Linked DNA regions of Oryctolagus cuniculus: region 2 is linked to region 1. Evidence: chromatin contacts called from public Hi-C data. All regions are on one chromosome and are shown on one strand. Each heading gives the region's core, a stretch centred on a gene start, on an enhancer-like site or on the middle of the called end of the contact. The rest is flanking DNA. Distances are from core to core; before and after follow the strand shown. Region 1 overlaps SLC39A14 (solute carrier family 39 member 14). Region 2 overlaps CCAR2 (cell cycle and apoptosis regulator 2).

Region 1 (7,547 bases), core at 1,840-4,339:
CTGTGCTTCTTAAACTGCTCTCGGGAGCCGGCAGAAGGTAACACTTGAAACCTAAGACTCTGGGAGATCTTGCTTTACTTAATTCACGTTGATGTGTCAAGTGTGTAGCCTTAGCATTCCCTGTAAGCCCTGTCATTCATTCCACAAAACCATCCCGAGGTAAAGGTAGTGGTTTGTCGTTTAGGAGCTAAAGAGTCTCATCGTTAGCAAAGAGAGAAGCAAGCTTTGGACTAGAACAGTGCTTTCCCTGTGTATGTGCACCTGCAGCGACCCAAGAACCTGCCCTCACAGGCAAAGGCTCCTTGTTGGCACCGTAATTGGTGTAGAGGCCAGACCCAAAGTCAAGTTCAAGCTTAGGACCGGCTGGGACGCCAGGTCGTCTGCTTGTTGAGTTGCCATTGGCAGTGGATTGGCCCTGTGAGAGATGTGGCAGTTCGGCTTTCGTGCGTTGAACTTGGCCGTGTCGGGCATTTGTACACAGGAGACTTCCACGGGGTAATGGGTAGTTTGGAGGACTGTCCATACCCCTGACGTTAGCATCTTCAGCCTTTTTTTTTTCCTAGACAGACCAGCTCCTAAGTCCTCTTCCGAGGAGGTGATAATATGCCAGAAATCTGCTTTACAGGAAATGAAGTCTGAGTTTTGCAGAGAGAGGTTAGGTTTTTATTGTTATATTCCCTTCACAGTCCTGCAGTTCCACCACAGTATTTTTTTAAATAACTCAGGTGTTATGAGAAGAAATTAGAAGAGAAAATAACTTATATGGACTGTAAATGTTTTATTTGTAAGGTTCTATAAATAAAGCTATATTCTGTAATTGTTGACAATCCCATGTGTGGTCTTTTGTGGTAACCCTGTGGGTGTAATGAAGGTTACTGAACACAGGGGGGCGATGGTGCCTCACTGGTTTGCAAACTTTTTTTTTTTTTTTTTTTTTTTTTTAACCAGATCTAGCCTCCTTTTTGATTATGGGCTTTTGGGAGGGAACTTACAGGTGAAATATGCTCACTTCAGAAAAGTTTAGTTTCTGTCTAATGGAACATGTGACTTCATCGATATTGTATGATAAAATAATCATGCATTCTGGATTTCTTTTTTTTTGAAAGATTCATTTCTTTCAAAGACGGAGGAGTTAGAAAGATCTTCCATCGGCTGGTTCACTCCCCCAAACGGCCACAATGGCTGAGGCTGGAGTGTCATCTTTGTCTCCCACGTGAGTGTGGGGGCCAAGCACTTGTGACGTCTTCCACTGCTTTCCCAGGCTCATTAGCAGGGAGCTGGGTGGGAAGTGGAGCAGCCGGGACAGGAACCAGCGCCCATATGGGATGCCAGCACTGCAGGTCACAATGTAACCACTTTGTCCCAGCACTGGCCCCATGCTGGGTATTTAATTAATGGGTGTGGTTGTCCATGTGGTAGTTGTTGTTGTTTTTTTTTTTTTTTTTTTTGGAGGGGGGGTTGTTTTATTGAGAGGCAGAGAAAGTCTTCCTTCTGCCGGTTCACCCGGCAGGTTCGCGAGCACTTGAGCCATCGGCTGCTGCCTCCCTGGGTGTACATCAGGAGTGGAGGCAGACCTGGAACCCGTGCACTCCAGTGCGGGATGCGGGCGTGCCCAGCAGACTAACCCGTGGCCGATTCCTGCCACAAAAGAGAGAGCTTTCTGTCACCCATTTTCTCTTGTATAAGTCCATGTTTTGAAACTTGCAGTGTTGGTTTAGATTCTTTAAACGACATCTGTATGTCTTACAGGGGGGGGTCCTTGTCACCTCTCAAAAGACTTCAAATTCTACACTTTAGTTCCATGTTCTGGCCTCTGTTGTTTATGTTCAATAATAGAAATAAGCAGTAAGGGGTTGCAGTGCTGGGACACAGTGGGTTCAGCCCCTGTCTGCCTGGACGGCATCCCATATGGGCACCGGTTCAAGTCCCGGCTGCTCCACTTCCGATCCAGCTTCCTGTTAATGTGCCTAGGAAAAGCAGGGGAAGATGGCCCAAGTCCCTGGGGCCCTACACTCGCGTAGGAGACGTGGATGGAGTTCCAGGCTCCTGGCTTCTGCCTGGCCCAGCCCTGGTCATTGTGGCCATTTAGGGGGGTGAACCAGTGGATGGAAGATCTTCTCCCTCCCCCACATCTGCCTTTCAAATAAATTAATCTTTAAAAAGAAAAAGTAAACGAAAAATAATTGGTTCAGAGATTCCACAGTGCCTCCCTGTATTTTTGTTGTTGTTTTAAGATTTTATTTATTTGAGAGAATTACAGACAGTGAGAGGGAGAGACAGAAAGGTCTTCCACCCACTGGTTCACTCCCCAGTGGCCACAATGGCCAGAGCTGAGCCAGGAGCATCTTCCAGGTCTCCCATGCCGGTGCAGGGGCCCAAGCGCATGGGCCATCTTCTGCTTTCCTAGGCCATAGCTGAGAGCTGGATCAGGAGAGGAGCAGCCGGGACTCGAACCAGTGCCCATAAGGAATGTTGGCACTGCAGGTGGGGGATTAACCCACTATGCCACAGCGCTGGCCCCGCCTCCCTGTATCCAGGGCTCGTGCGGGTGTCTTGATTGGCATCACCTTGCAGTAGGCTATTCCCTCTTCGCTTCTGGCCGCTCCTTTCCTGCCACCTCCCCGCCGCCTTCCCAGGCTGATGCAGTGGCTGCGGACTCCGGCTTATAGGACTTGCATTGCAATTTTGCTATTGGCTTTTACACCACATTCCTTCTGGCTGGAGACACTACCTGGCTTCCTGCTGGGGATCTCAGTACCCACTGGCCGCGGCGTGGATGAACCGGAGGACCAGATGCGGTGTTGCGAATGACCCCTCCCCGTTGGCTGCAGTGCCCACAGTGTCTTCCTGTCATTGATGGTGGTTTTCCTTATGCCTGTTCCCCGGTCCACCTTTATTTAGAAACCTGAGTTTGAGAGGTGAATTTATGACCCACAGAGAACAGAGCTAAGCAAAGTAAACAGGCCATTAAGAAGCTTAAAACCTTGACCTCAGCCATCTCCTTGGAAGACTAAAGCGGCTAAGCCACGTCGGGCATTTTTGGCGTGGAAGGTGGAACACGCTGACATCCAAACGGCGCCGTGCCGATGGGTCAATGCTGTCCCCCCTGTTGCTTCTGCCTGTTCCTGGTGACCGTCAGATCTGAGTGGAGGGAAACCCAGTTCCCGATGTGATGAGACACAGTCGACAGCCAGAGCTTTCTCTCGCAGCTTCTGCACGCTTCCTGGGTGTGAAGCACCTGCCTCTTCAGATGGAGGGCAGACCCACATCCCCTTCTTTCTCCCGGAATAGACTGAATTCACATTCTTCTCAGGATAGATGACTCTTTTTTTAAATCATAGAAAAAAAAGCCAGTGTTTGGCAGAGAGCCAAAGGTTCTTAGGCGCCAGCCAAGAGGTGCTAGCCAAGGGCCAGTTTTCTTTCTGAAAACACAACCCCTTCTTGCTGTGTCCTTGCTGTGTCCCCGTAATGTTTGACCCTGGCTTTGGGTGGGGTTCCCAGGTCGTAGCATCTGTTATAGTTAAGGAGTAACCCGGAAGCACGCCAGCCTTGGCAATCATAAGCCAAGAAGCGGTTCTTTCGCCACCGGGCGCTGGGTGTTTTTCCTGTGCTTGTGTTTTGCTGGTAGGCCTGTGGACTGTTGAGGTTGCCAAGAATAAATTTAGACGCCAATCTACCCAGCCATCAGCAAATTCCCGGGGGAGGATCCCTAACCAGAAACCTCTGGGGGAAGCCATTCTGAACGACATTCCCTCAACCTTGTGGGTTTTAAGACAAAAAACAACCGATTCAATGAAGGCAATACTTTTGTTTTTGTTTTGCTTTGCTTAAAATAAAAGATAAGGTCTTTAATTATAGATGCTGGTGAGGAAGATAAAAAGTCTCTTTGATCTTGAGAATCCTCCCAGAGTAGACTTTGTTAGCTGTCTGTTCCTGGTAACTTCTAAAGGTTCAGGGAAACAGGCTGTTTTGAAGCCGTTGCCTGCTTGTATCCCAGAGACGTGACCTTGAGAAGAAATATGTGTTGAAGGCACACAGTTTAAGCATGGTAGTAATTCTCCAATTAATGCCAGGCTTTTTGTTTTGTTTTGTTTCTCCCTCTTGAAACTGGGTGAACAGGAGACAGAGCTGCTGGGATTTAGATTCTTTTGTCTCTTTTCTGGGAAAGCTGATTTTTGGAAAACATTAGACTGCACCGATTCCTTTCTGTAGAGGGTTTGATTACAATTCTAAAAAGGGTAAATGAGATCCAAACAGGAGAGACCTCCGCGCATCTTCATTTGGCTCTAAGGGGTATTTTATTCCTGCACATCTGTCCTCCTAATTATGTTCTACATGAACTTGTTTAAAATCTAAAGCTGTTGGAGCTGGCACTGTGGCATAGTAAGCTAAGCCTCTGCCTACATCCCAGTGGGCACCCAGTTCAAGTCCCAGCTGCTCCACTTCTGATCCAGGTTCCTGCAATGGCCTGGGAAAACAGTGGAAGGAAGATGGCCAAAGTGCTTGGACCCCTGCACTCAAGTGGGTGACCCAGAGGAGGCTCCTGGCTTCAAACTGGCCCCGCTCCAGCTGTTGCAGCCCTTTGGGGAGTGAATCAACAAATGGAAGATCTCTCTCTGTCTCTCCCTCTCTCTCTAACTCTGGCTCTCAAATAAATGAATAAATCTTTAAAAAAAAAAGAGGTATTTATTTCTGCACATCTGTTTTCCTAATTACACTTTACATTAACTTTGTTTGAGGCTGTGGGGCCAGCACTGTGGCGTAGCAGGTTAAGCCTCTGCCTGCAGTGCCGGCGTTCCATATGGGCACCAGCTCAAGTCTCGGCTGTTCCACTTCTGATCCAGGTCCCTGAAAATGCGCCTGGGAAAGCAGCGGAAAGTGATCCAAGTCCTTGGGTCCCTGCACCCTGGTGGGAGACCCAGAAGAAGCTCCTGGCTCCTGGCTTCAGCCTGGCTCAGCTGTTGTGGCCATTTGGGGAGCAAACAAGTGGATGGAGGATTTCTCTTTCCCTCTCTGTCTCTCTCCTTCTCTCTCCATATTTCTGCCTTTCAAATAAGTAACTTTTTAAAAATAAATAAAACCTCAGGCTGTGTGGAAAGACCGCCTTAATCTAGCTGCTACTAGTGTTTTTTTCACTGGAAACCTTACACAGCCTTGGTAGCTAGCTTCCGTGAGGAGGCCCTTGGAAAGCACCTAGGTTTGATGACTTGGGAAGCGGTGATGAGCAAGGACCAGTACAGACCCGCTTCCCCAGAGCTGGCCCCTCTGTCTTCAGCAGAAAGAGCACAGGAATTTTTCTTTCTTTCTTTCTTTCTTTTTTTCCAAAGCCAGGAGCCAGAAACTTCATCCAGGTTTCCCACGTGGGTGCAGGGGCCCAAGCATCCGAGCCATTTTCTGCTGCTTTCCCAAGCCCCTTAGGAGGGAGCTGGATTGGAAGTGGAGCAGCTGGGACTCGAACCGGCGCCCATATGGGATGCTGGCATAGCAGGCGGTGGCCTTACCCCACTACACCATAGCGCTGGCCCCAGTGATGTAACAAGACACAGAGCTTAGGTGTTTCAGGAATGACAGGACATGACGGTGCACAAGACAGACACAGAAGTGCTACCGGGACATTAGCAGGGTAGCGAGGCAGAGGAGGGCGGAGGGTGTGCTTTGAGCTACAGTGGGCAGGAAGTGACGGGCTGAGGAGCCACAGCTTTGCAGCCAGCTAGGAGCCTGCCCCCAATCAGAACCAGCGAATGCAAGCGTCCTGGGAGAGAAGAGCGTGGGCTGTTTGAGGTCACACAGAGCCAATCTGTGTGGGGAAGAGTTCTGAGGTGAGCCTTTGAGAGCCTCTAAGCAGGGGGATGACCAATCAGTTTTATGCTTTCAACTTCAGAAAGATCGGCTATGTGGAGACAGTGGCCTGTAGGGGGCGCAAGTTGACAAGGATACTGCGTGCAGGCCAAGGGTTCCGGAATGTGTATGGGTCCAGGCAGCGGGATGCATGCTGGGACGCCTTCCCTGTGTGGCCTCACCTGTGGAATGCAGGAGCCCAGGTGTGAACAGCTATCAAATTCTATTCCAGACGATAGTATATAATGTTGTCACTGCCACCCTTCTCCTGCTTTGTAACGATGCAAACAGCAGCAACAGTGATGCCAGCCAGTGTTGGCTCCCAGCACCTATCACAGTTCTCAGTATTCAGTTCTCCTAGGAAGACCACAGGATAACGCTGATAAGGAGTTTGTACGCAGCCCCCCAAATGGTCTGAATATCTACCTTTGAATATATATTTCCCAGACAACAGTATTTATTACTTACAACTACATAGAGATTATTATATCAGGCTATCACTGGTAGGATGTTGCTTTGGGCTGTTTTTCCAATTAGGAAAAGTCTAGGGCCCAGCGCTGTGGTGTAGTAGGTTAAGCCTCCACCTGCGGCGCTGGCATCCCATATGGGCACCGGTTCGAGTCCCAGCTGCTCCACCTCTGATCCAGCTCCCTGCTGATGGCCTGGGAAAGCAGTAGATGATGGCCTAAATGCTCGGGCCCCTGCACCTGTGTGGGAGACCCAGAAGAAGTTCCTGGCTCCTGGCTTTGGATAGGCACAGCTCTGGCTGTTGCAGCTATTCTGGGATTGAACCAGCGGATGGGAGAACTAACTCTCTCTCTCTCTGTCAAATCAGTCAACCTTATTTTCTGTACCAAGGTTGTTTAATAACAATTACACACACTTGTAAGAAGATAACAATATAGTACAAGGAGTCTTCAAAAAGTTCACAAAAATGTTTTTATGAAAAAGCTATGCATGGGCTTCAAAAATGTTTGCATCAAAATAAACGTTATCTTTTAATTCCATTTTTCCATGAAGCTTTTGAAGTGCCCTCATGAGATGTCCTTACAATATGTGTTACTTTTACATTCACACGTGTATGTCATATAAGCTTGGAAATTATATATGATAACTTTTCTATGTGGCTATTTTTATGTCATAAATATTTATTTATTTGGAAGGCAGAGTTACACAGGGAGAGAGGAGAGGCAGAGAGAGAGAGAGGTCTTCCATCCGCTCATTCACTCCCCAATTGACCGCAACAGCTGGAGCTGTGCCAATCCGAAGCCAGGAGCAAGGAGCCAGGAGCTTCTTCTGAGTCTCCCACGCAGGTGCAGGGGCCCAAGGACTTGGGCCATCTTCTGCTTTCCCAGGCCATAGCAGAGAGAGCTGGATCAGAAGTAGAGCAGCCAGGACATGAACCAGCACCATATAGGATGCCGGCACTGCAGGCCAGGGCGTTAACCCACTGCTCCACAGCGCCGGCCCCTCTGGTTTTTAACATCTTCTGCACCTCTCTTACCTGCATTTAACTCAGAGGTTTAATAATTAATGGCTTCATATAATTAGAAACTGGAGCCAGGTCACTTTTATGTAACAGCGGGATGAAGGATTTCCCTTGCTTCTGTTAAATTAAAAGCAGCTGTAATTATTTCTCAGAGGAGCTGGTCACTAATTAAGATTACCTCGTGCTTAGGGAGTTTGGGAAGGCAGTGCACCAAGTCTCA
Region 2 (7,547 bases), core at 3,549-6,048, 190 kb after region 1:
TTTGCGTGGCTGTGGCTGCAGGGGTGTTCGCACTGGGGTGCTGCCTGACCGTGCCGTGGACGCCGCATGATCGGGCGGCGCAGGATGACTAGAGGTTGACGGCGGTTCCTCACGAGCAGTTGTCAGAACGGCTGGGGGACACTTCCTGCCTTGCAAGACAGACGCAGTGACGTCTGCTGGGGGAGCAGCAGGCTGTGCCCGGATGCAGATGCTTCTGTGTGGGGAGGTGAGAGCAGAGACCTCGTGTCGCTGTGGCTGGCCTGGTCACTCGGGGGCAGTGAACAGGAAAGCGGCCCCGGTTCGTCTAAGAGGAAAGCAGAAATAGAGCGTCTGGTGAACGTTGACCGGCTCGGTCGCCGGGGCGTGAACAGCTGCCGGCGCTTTTATTCCTCCTGTGGTGGGCTGGCCTCCTCTCCCCGGTCTGGCGTGATGCGGGCCCGGCGCCTTCTCGTTCTGTTTGTCCTGCATCGGTGATAGAACACTGTATGGTGAGTGATTCCTGGAGATGCACCAGGTAGCAGGCACTGTTACGTAAGGTCAGAGTAACCAGAGCGCGTAGTTCCCGCTCACTAACAGGCAGGTGTTGGGGAGCTTCAGAAGGAATTCTGGGGAGGGAAGTCGCTCGCTGCTGTGTTTCTGTGTTGCTGGTTGTGGCTGTGCACGTCCTCTGCAGTTGTGTTATCTTTGTGCAGTTGTAAATATCGTTCCCATATTTGCAGCATAATTCTCATGATTGTTTTATTAACTACAGACCTTCAGGTGTTGCTGGGTATGTTTGTGGTTTTCTTTCTTTATTTACTTGGAAGGCAGAGTTGGAAGGAGAGACAGAGATCTTCCTTCTGCTGGTTCACTCCCCAGATGGCCATACTGGCTGGGGCTGGGCCAGGCCGAAGGCGGGAGCCAGGAGCTGCTGCCCGGTGTCCTGTGGAGGTGGCAGGGGCCTAAGCACTTGAGCCGTCCTCCACTGCTTTCCCAGGCCTTTAGCAAGGAGCTGGGTGGGAAGCGCAGCAGCCAGGATTTGCGTGGGTGCCCACGTGGGCTGCCAGCACTGCAGGCGGTGGCTTTACCCGCTGTGTGCAGCGCTGGCCCAGCTTTCTCTCGAGTTAACTTTCTTGTGATATATTTTTTCCTTCTGCGCCCCCCTCTTCCTAGCTCCCATATTTTTCCATAGAATGCCTTGATCAGGCAACGTTTTGCAAGTATTTTCTCCTCGTTGAGGTTTGCTGCTTTCTAAAATGAGTGCTTCAGAAAATGGTTTTATTCTCGTTATTTTGTGTTTTTGGTTAGTTTTTGCTAATTCCTCTTAAGCAATTCTGTTATCAGTGGGGAGGTAAGTGAGGAGGGGCAGGCTCCCAGCTGCAGGCCTGGGATGGAGTGGGCCCTTCCCAGCCAGGCCTGTGGCCACCAGCTACCCCTGAGAGCTGAGATTCCTCTCGGAAATCAGTCTCCAAGAGTAGAAGTACCGGAGCCAAAGCTTTGAGCCTCTGGATGTGTCCTGCTAAGAGTTTGTTGCTAAGAAATATTTCCTTATGGACCCTATAGCATGTTCCTGTAAACGTGTCATTTGGTAGAAAACAAAAGCCACTTACGTTGTTTTCCTTATTTAAAAACAATTTTATGTTAACCACAGATGATTAATCAAGTTCAGAGAAATACAAGAAAATTATAAGCCTATCAATGCATCCACCATTAATATTTTATTTCAGTCTTTTCAAGCTTTTGTTTTGCACAGCAGAGGCCTACTATATATGAAGCATTGCACGCTGGGCTCTTTGCTAACCGCGAGCATTTTTTGGGCAGTTAGAGTTAAGACGCCCACATGGACGTCTTGGTGACGATCCGTCCTGTGGCTGTTGGCACGGCTGCTCTCTCCCTCTCTTCAGTGTTGGGGGCTCACGTCGTCTGCAGCTCTTTCTTTGTAGACGAGTGTGTACTGAATGCATAAATGACAGTGTGGTTTCTTACTCCTGGCGATGATGAACCTCCAGCGATGACCACGACTCCAAGAAACGCAAACAGCGGGCTGGTGGAGAGCCTTGGGGTGCTAAGAAACCAAGGCATGACCTGCCTCCCTACCGGGTCCACCTCACTCCCTACACAGTGGACAGGTGAGTGGCAGAGCTGGGGGCGGGGCCCGAGCTTGGGCTGCTAACGGTTCTTGTGTCAGGGAGGCCCAGCCCATGCCTGTGAGTTCTGACAGCCCTTTGTAAAAAGGCACAAGAGCAGTGGAAGCCTGTTCTACATACTGTTCGGTGCTTTGCTGCTTTGCCTACTAGAGCTTAGAGTTTGTCCCACGGTAACGTTAGATCAAGTTCATTGTTTCCGGTTTGCATCTAGTCATCCTGCATCCTGTTGTAACCGTTGTCCCTGTGTGCGCAAGTGCAGAGCACCTCACTGAGACCAGGGCCCGTCTCACGCTCCTCCAGGAGCCCAGCCTGCGTCCCTGTGGACAGCTGCCGCCACGTGCCTTCAGACGTTTTCATCTTTGTCAGTCTAACGGGTGAAGCCTGATACTCTGATTCGCTTTAACTATAAATAAGATGGAGCCTGTTTTCATGGGCTTTTAAGTCTTACATTCTTGTTGCTGTTGGCGTCAGTTTTCCCAGTTTTGGCTTAGGCTTTTGGACTTCTGGTTATGGACTTTGTACGTTCTTATAAATCCAGACGGCAGTTTCTGCCGTGTACTGTCCGTCCCCCGCCCCTGCCCGGTTTGACTTGCTTTGACCTGATCTGAGACGAGATCTGATCAGCGTTGGTCTTTTGAGGTGCCCTCGGCAGTTCTGGGACAGATCGGCTTGCCCGTCCCTTCTCCGACGCGCGGGCCCCGAGTGTGGAACCCTTGTGTCTTGCAGCCCCAGCTGCGACTTCCTAGAACTCCAGCGCCGGTACCGCAGCCTCCTGGTGCCGTCCGACTTCCTGTGCGTGCACCTGAGCTGGCTGGCGGCTTTCCCTCTGAGCCAGCCCTTCCCCCTCCACCACCCGAGCCGGATCCAGGTCTCTGCAGAGGCGGCGGCAGCTCCGGAGCCGGCTGCGGAGCCCAGCCCTGCCGACAGCGCCGCCGCCTACAGCTCCAAGGTAGATGGACCGCGCCCGCCCCTCTGCCCCATCGCTGGGGGCTGGGGAAGGTGCTGAGTCTCCTGCGTGCCGCCCCCACCCAGGTCCTGCTGCTCTCCTCCCCGGGCTTAGAGGAACTGTACCGCTGCTGCCTGCAATTTGTGGATGACATGGCTGAGCCAAGGGAGACGCCGGAACATCCTCTGAAGCAGATTAAGGTGGGAGCTGGAGTGTGAAATTGACTGATGACGTCTAGCGCCTGCCAGGCTCTCGGCAGCTGGCAGCTCAGGTCTGGTCCGTAACCTGGAGAACCCAGGCTCCTACCCAGGGGGACAGCTCCCCTCAGGGTTGTCCTCCCTTGTGAGAGCAGAGCGCCCCCTTGTGTGGAGGACTCGTCACTACTGCCTGTGCCTTCACTCCTGGGTGGTGCGGTGAGGGAGAGCCAGGGAAGTGGGCCTGTGTCTCCCATCCCTCCTCTCTTTTTGTAGTTCTTGCTGGGCCGGAAAGAAGAAGAGGCAGTGCTGGTGGGGGGTGAGTGGTCTCCCTCCCTGGACGGCCTCGACCCCCAGGCCGACCCGCAGGTGCTGGTGCGCACGGCCATCCGCTGTGCACAGGCCCAGACTGGCATCGACTTGAGCACCTGCACCAAGTGGTGAGTGGCCTTGCCTGAGCCCGAGCCCGAGGGCGGGGCCTGCGCTCTCCCATGCCTGCCTGCCTCCCTCCCCTGCAGCTGCCGCACAGGTGCAGGGCTGGGGCCTAAGCCCGACCAGGGCTGTGTGCGCTCTGGCCCCAGCCAGTGTCCCGGGCTGGCTGCCACCTCTGGCTCCCCGCTGTTTGAGGGCTAGGTCGGTGTCTCTCACGGCAGCACGCGGATTGTGCTGTTGTGAGCTGGCCCGGGAGGGTGGCAGCTGCTTGTGTGTAAGGCGAGGACGGCCTCTCTCCTGTCGCCGGGAGCAGGTGGCGCTTTGCCGAGTTCCAGTACCTGCAGCCGGGCCCGCCTCGGCGGCTGCACACGGTGGTGGTGTACCTGCCAGACGTCTGGAGCATCATGCCCACGCTGGAGGAGTGGGAGGCCCAGTGCCAGCAGAGAGCTGCAGAGGCAGCCGCCGCGCCCCAGCAGGCGTCAGGGGTGAGGCTGCGCCTCGGGGGGAGCCGGGGCGGGAGGGGCCCTGAGCCCGCGCCCCTGAGCCTCACGTCCTGGCTGGTGTTGCAGGAAGCAGAGCCTGCTGAACAGGCCCCCGCCGCGGCGGAGCAGGCAGCAGACCCTCCCGAGGCCGGCACCCAGCAGGACGCGGACGCCGACCTCCCGGAAGCCCCCCCACCCCCTCTGGAGCCTGCGGTCACCGCACGTCCCGGCTGTGTGAACCTGTCGCTCCAGGGCATTGTGGAGGACCGGAGGCCCAAAGAAAGGGTCTCCTTTGAGGCAGGTGTCGGGCCTGGGGAGTCGGGGGTGGTGCGCGGGGGAGCACTCACTCCAGCCCCTGCCGCCTCGCCCCCAGGTGATGGTGTTGGCCGAGCTGTTCCTGGAGATGCTGCAGCGGGACTTCGGCTACAGGATTTACAAGATGCTGCTGAGCCTTCCGGAGAAGGCCGCGTCCCCCCCGGACCCCGAGAAGGAGGAGGCGGCCAAGGACGAAGCGGCCAAAGAGGCGGCGGCCAAGGAGTCGAAGGAGGAGGTGCAGAGCGAGGGTGCGGCTGCCGAGTCCGACGCCCCCCTGGTGAGTGCCCTCACCTGGGCCGGGCACCGCTGCCAGCACTCCCCGCTCCTGGGAAACCTGGCGCAGGTGCAGGCGCAGGCCTAGGGAGGCCAGGCCCGCGCCAGCTCAGCGTGCCTGAGAGAACAGAGGGGCATCTGCCTCCGGGAGGGCGCCCGACCCGGGCTCGGGCCTGGTTAGCACTGGGGTGGGAGGAGAGGGCGGCATTTCGAATGCCTGAGAGTTATTTTCCTTGTTAAGGGTGTTTTTTAAAAGCTTTTCTAAAACCCAACTCTCCTCCTCGCTCGAGTACCTGCCCAGTAAATGTGGTTTCTCCTGGGACTGGGACTACGGCCAGGTGGCTGGCGAGTGCCCTGGGGGCCCCGGTCTCGGGCATTGAGGCGGCGCCGGCACGGTGGCACTGAGCTCTCGCAGCCGCCGCCGCCTCACCCCCGGCCGCGTCCGCAGAAGGAAGACGGGCTGCTGCCCAAGCCGCCCCCTGCCGGTGGGGAGGAGGAGGAGAAGCCGCGGGCGGAGGCGGCCGAGGACCTGTGCGAGATGGCCCTGGACCCCGAGCTGCTGCTGCTCCGGGATGAAGGCGAGGAGGAGTTCGGTGAGGCCGGCGGCGGGCGGCGGGTGCGGGCTCCGGGACCCCGGGGTGCCCCCTGCCCCGGGTGAGCTGAGGCTTTGTGTAGCAGGAGCGAAGCTGGAGGACGCCGAGGTGCGCTCCGTCGCCTCCAACCAGTCGGAGGTGGAGTTCTCCTCGCTCCAGGACATGGTGAGGCCTCTCCCGCTCTGTCCACTGGGGGGTGCTCCCAGGAACTTGCTCTCCCGAGGCGCGTGGCAAGAGCTGTGGTTCTTGGCCCACGGTGGGCGCCAGGGTACAGGAAGAAGGGCACTGAGGCCCAGCGTTTCCCAGCTACCCCACGGGCACAGTACCGCAGTTGTAGGTGAGCACCGAGTCAGCCGCCCGGAGGACGGTTCATGAGCCTCGCTCACCGGTTTCCTTCGCAGCCCAAGGAGCTGGACCCTTCCGCGGTGCTCCCCTTGGACTGCCTCCTTGCTTTCGTCTTCTTCGATGCCAACTGGTGTGGCTACCTGCACCGGCGGGACTTGGAGAGGATCCTGCTCACCCTGGGGATCCGGCTCAGCGCAGAGCAGGTAGGAGGCAGAGCCGGAGGTCTTCCAGCTGCTGGCTCACGCCCTGGATGCCTGGAACTCCAGCGGGGTCTCCCGTGGGGGTGGCAGGGACCTCTGCTGCCGCCTCTCAGGCGCCGGGTACGTCAGCAGGGAGCTGGGTCAGAAGGCCAGGCGGGACTCTGACGGGGGGTGGGGGGCGTAGCCCGCCCGCGCAGGGCCGCTCCTGATCAGCGGTGTCTGCTCCCCGTGTGTTGCAGGCCCAGCAGCTGGTCAGCAGGGCGGTGACCCAGCACATCTGCCAGTACCGCAGCCTGCAGTACAGCCGCCAGGAGGGCGTGGACGGCGGGGCCTGCGAGGAGCTGCTCTGCGGTACGTCGTGCTGCCCGCGGGCCGCCGCCGCCTCCCGAGACCCGGCCTCACGTCCTCTTCCCACCTCCACCCCCACCCCAGGAAACCTGGACCTGCTGCCGCCTCCTGGGAAGGGCGCGGAGGCCGGCGCCGCCCCCGCGGAGCACGAAGGCCTGGTGCCCCACAATGGCAGCCTCATCAACGTGGGCAGCCTGCTGCAGCGCGCCGAGCAGCAGGACAGCGGGCGGCTCTACCTGGAGAACAAGATCCACACGCTGGAGCTGAAGCTGGGTGAGTGGCCGGGCCTCGGGGCCCCGTGCGCGGTCCGGGGCCCGACTGAGCGGCGGTCTCTGTCGCGTTCCTGCCCTTAGAGGAGAGCCATAGCCGCTTCTCAGCCGCCGAAGTGACCAACAAGACGCTGGCGGCTGAGATGCAGGAGCTGCGAGGCCGGCTGGCCGAGGCCGAGGAGACGGCGCGGACGGCCGAGCGGCAGCGGGCCCAGCTTCAGCGGCTGCTGCAGGACTTCCGCCGGCGCCTCACGCCCCTGCAGCTCGAGGTGCAGCGCATGGTGGAGAAGGTGAGGCGCTGGGCTCAGGAGCCCCCGGAGACAGCGGGTCGGCGGCCCCGGCCACCACGCCTGCCCCTCCGCTGCTCCCCGTCTCCCGCAGGCTGACGGCTGGGTCGAGAGGGAGGAGCCGGCGCCCAGCAACTGAGACTGGCGCAGCTGCGACGCTGGGAGGCCAGCGTGGAGCCCGGTGGCGTCAGAGCCCTGTTGGTACGGGAGCGCAGCCGCGGCAGGCCCCGGGAGCCCGAGGAGCGGCGGCTGACCCTGCCCCTGGGCTCAGCCGCTGCGGGGGACGGCGGCCATCAGCACGGGGGCCTGGGCGACGTGGAATGGATGTGAGAGGAACCCAGTTCCCGTTACAGCTAAATACAACATCTTCTGCACCCCCTAGAATGTCATTTTGCCCCCAAACCTTGGAATTCTCCTGGGGCCTTGGTAGTCTTGTGCTTTCTCTCCTGCCCTCTCCGGTTTAGCTCAGGCAGGGGAGGTGCAGGCTGGAGTCTGTGACGAGGTCTGAGCAGCAGAGGCGGGGCCCGGCGGGCGGCTGAGCAGCCCCCCGTGGCCGTGGCGTGACGCCTGTGGGTTCCAGGTGCAGGCTCCCGGGGGCAGGGGCTCCCGCGGCCGTCAGGGACGGAGCCTGTGCAGAGAGCTCTCGGTGCGGGGCTGCGGGGGCCAGGCAGCCACCCCAGGAGGAACCAGCACCCCTCCCGGCTCCTGTGTTCAGAATGTGGTATTGGCTCCGGCCC

What was found. Hi-C and Micro-C count contacts between places; a contact is called where the count stands out from the background.
Region 2: a Hi-C map of skin fibroblasts shows a contact between it and region 1, with 4 times the contacts expected there. The contact joins two enhancer-like sites. A contact is called at or near these places in 3 of 6 Hi-C or Micro-C datasets (embryonic fibroblasts, psoas muscle and skin fibroblasts).

Annotation. Positions count from the first base shown.
Region 1 is chr8:896,658-904,204 of mOryCun1.1, reverse strand. It overlaps SLC39A14 (solute carrier family 39 member 14), which reads left to right. Exons shown (of 9, transcript XM_051836781.2): 9 at 1-817. Among named protein-coding and RNA genes, the nearest start is that of PPP3CC, 8.8 kb to the right of the region's middle. Within about 2 kb of position 3,089, at least 2 of the 8 cell types and tissues checked have an H3K27ac peak or open chromatin away from gene starts, as enhancers often do.
Region 2 is chr8:711,267-718,813 of mOryCun1.1, reverse strand. CCAR2 (cell cycle and apoptosis regulator 2) reads left to right here. Exons shown (of 21, transcript XM_051836735.2): 8 at 1,989-2,108; 9 at 2,853-3,075; 10 at 3,159-3,272; 11 at 3,543-3,706; 12 at 4,012-4,183; 13 at 4,268-4,477; 14 at 4,554-4,772; 15 at 5,217-5,361; 16 at 5,444-5,526; 17 at 5,763-5,909; 18 at 6,146-6,257; 19 at 6,339-6,527; 20 at 6,608-6,813; 21 at 6,905-7,547. The coding sequence ends at 6,949. Among named protein-coding and RNA genes, the nearest start is that of CCAR2, 9.2 kb to the left of the region's middle. Within about 2 kb of position 4,798, at least 1 of the 8 cell types and tissues checked has an H3K27ac peak or open chromatin away from gene starts, as enhancers often do.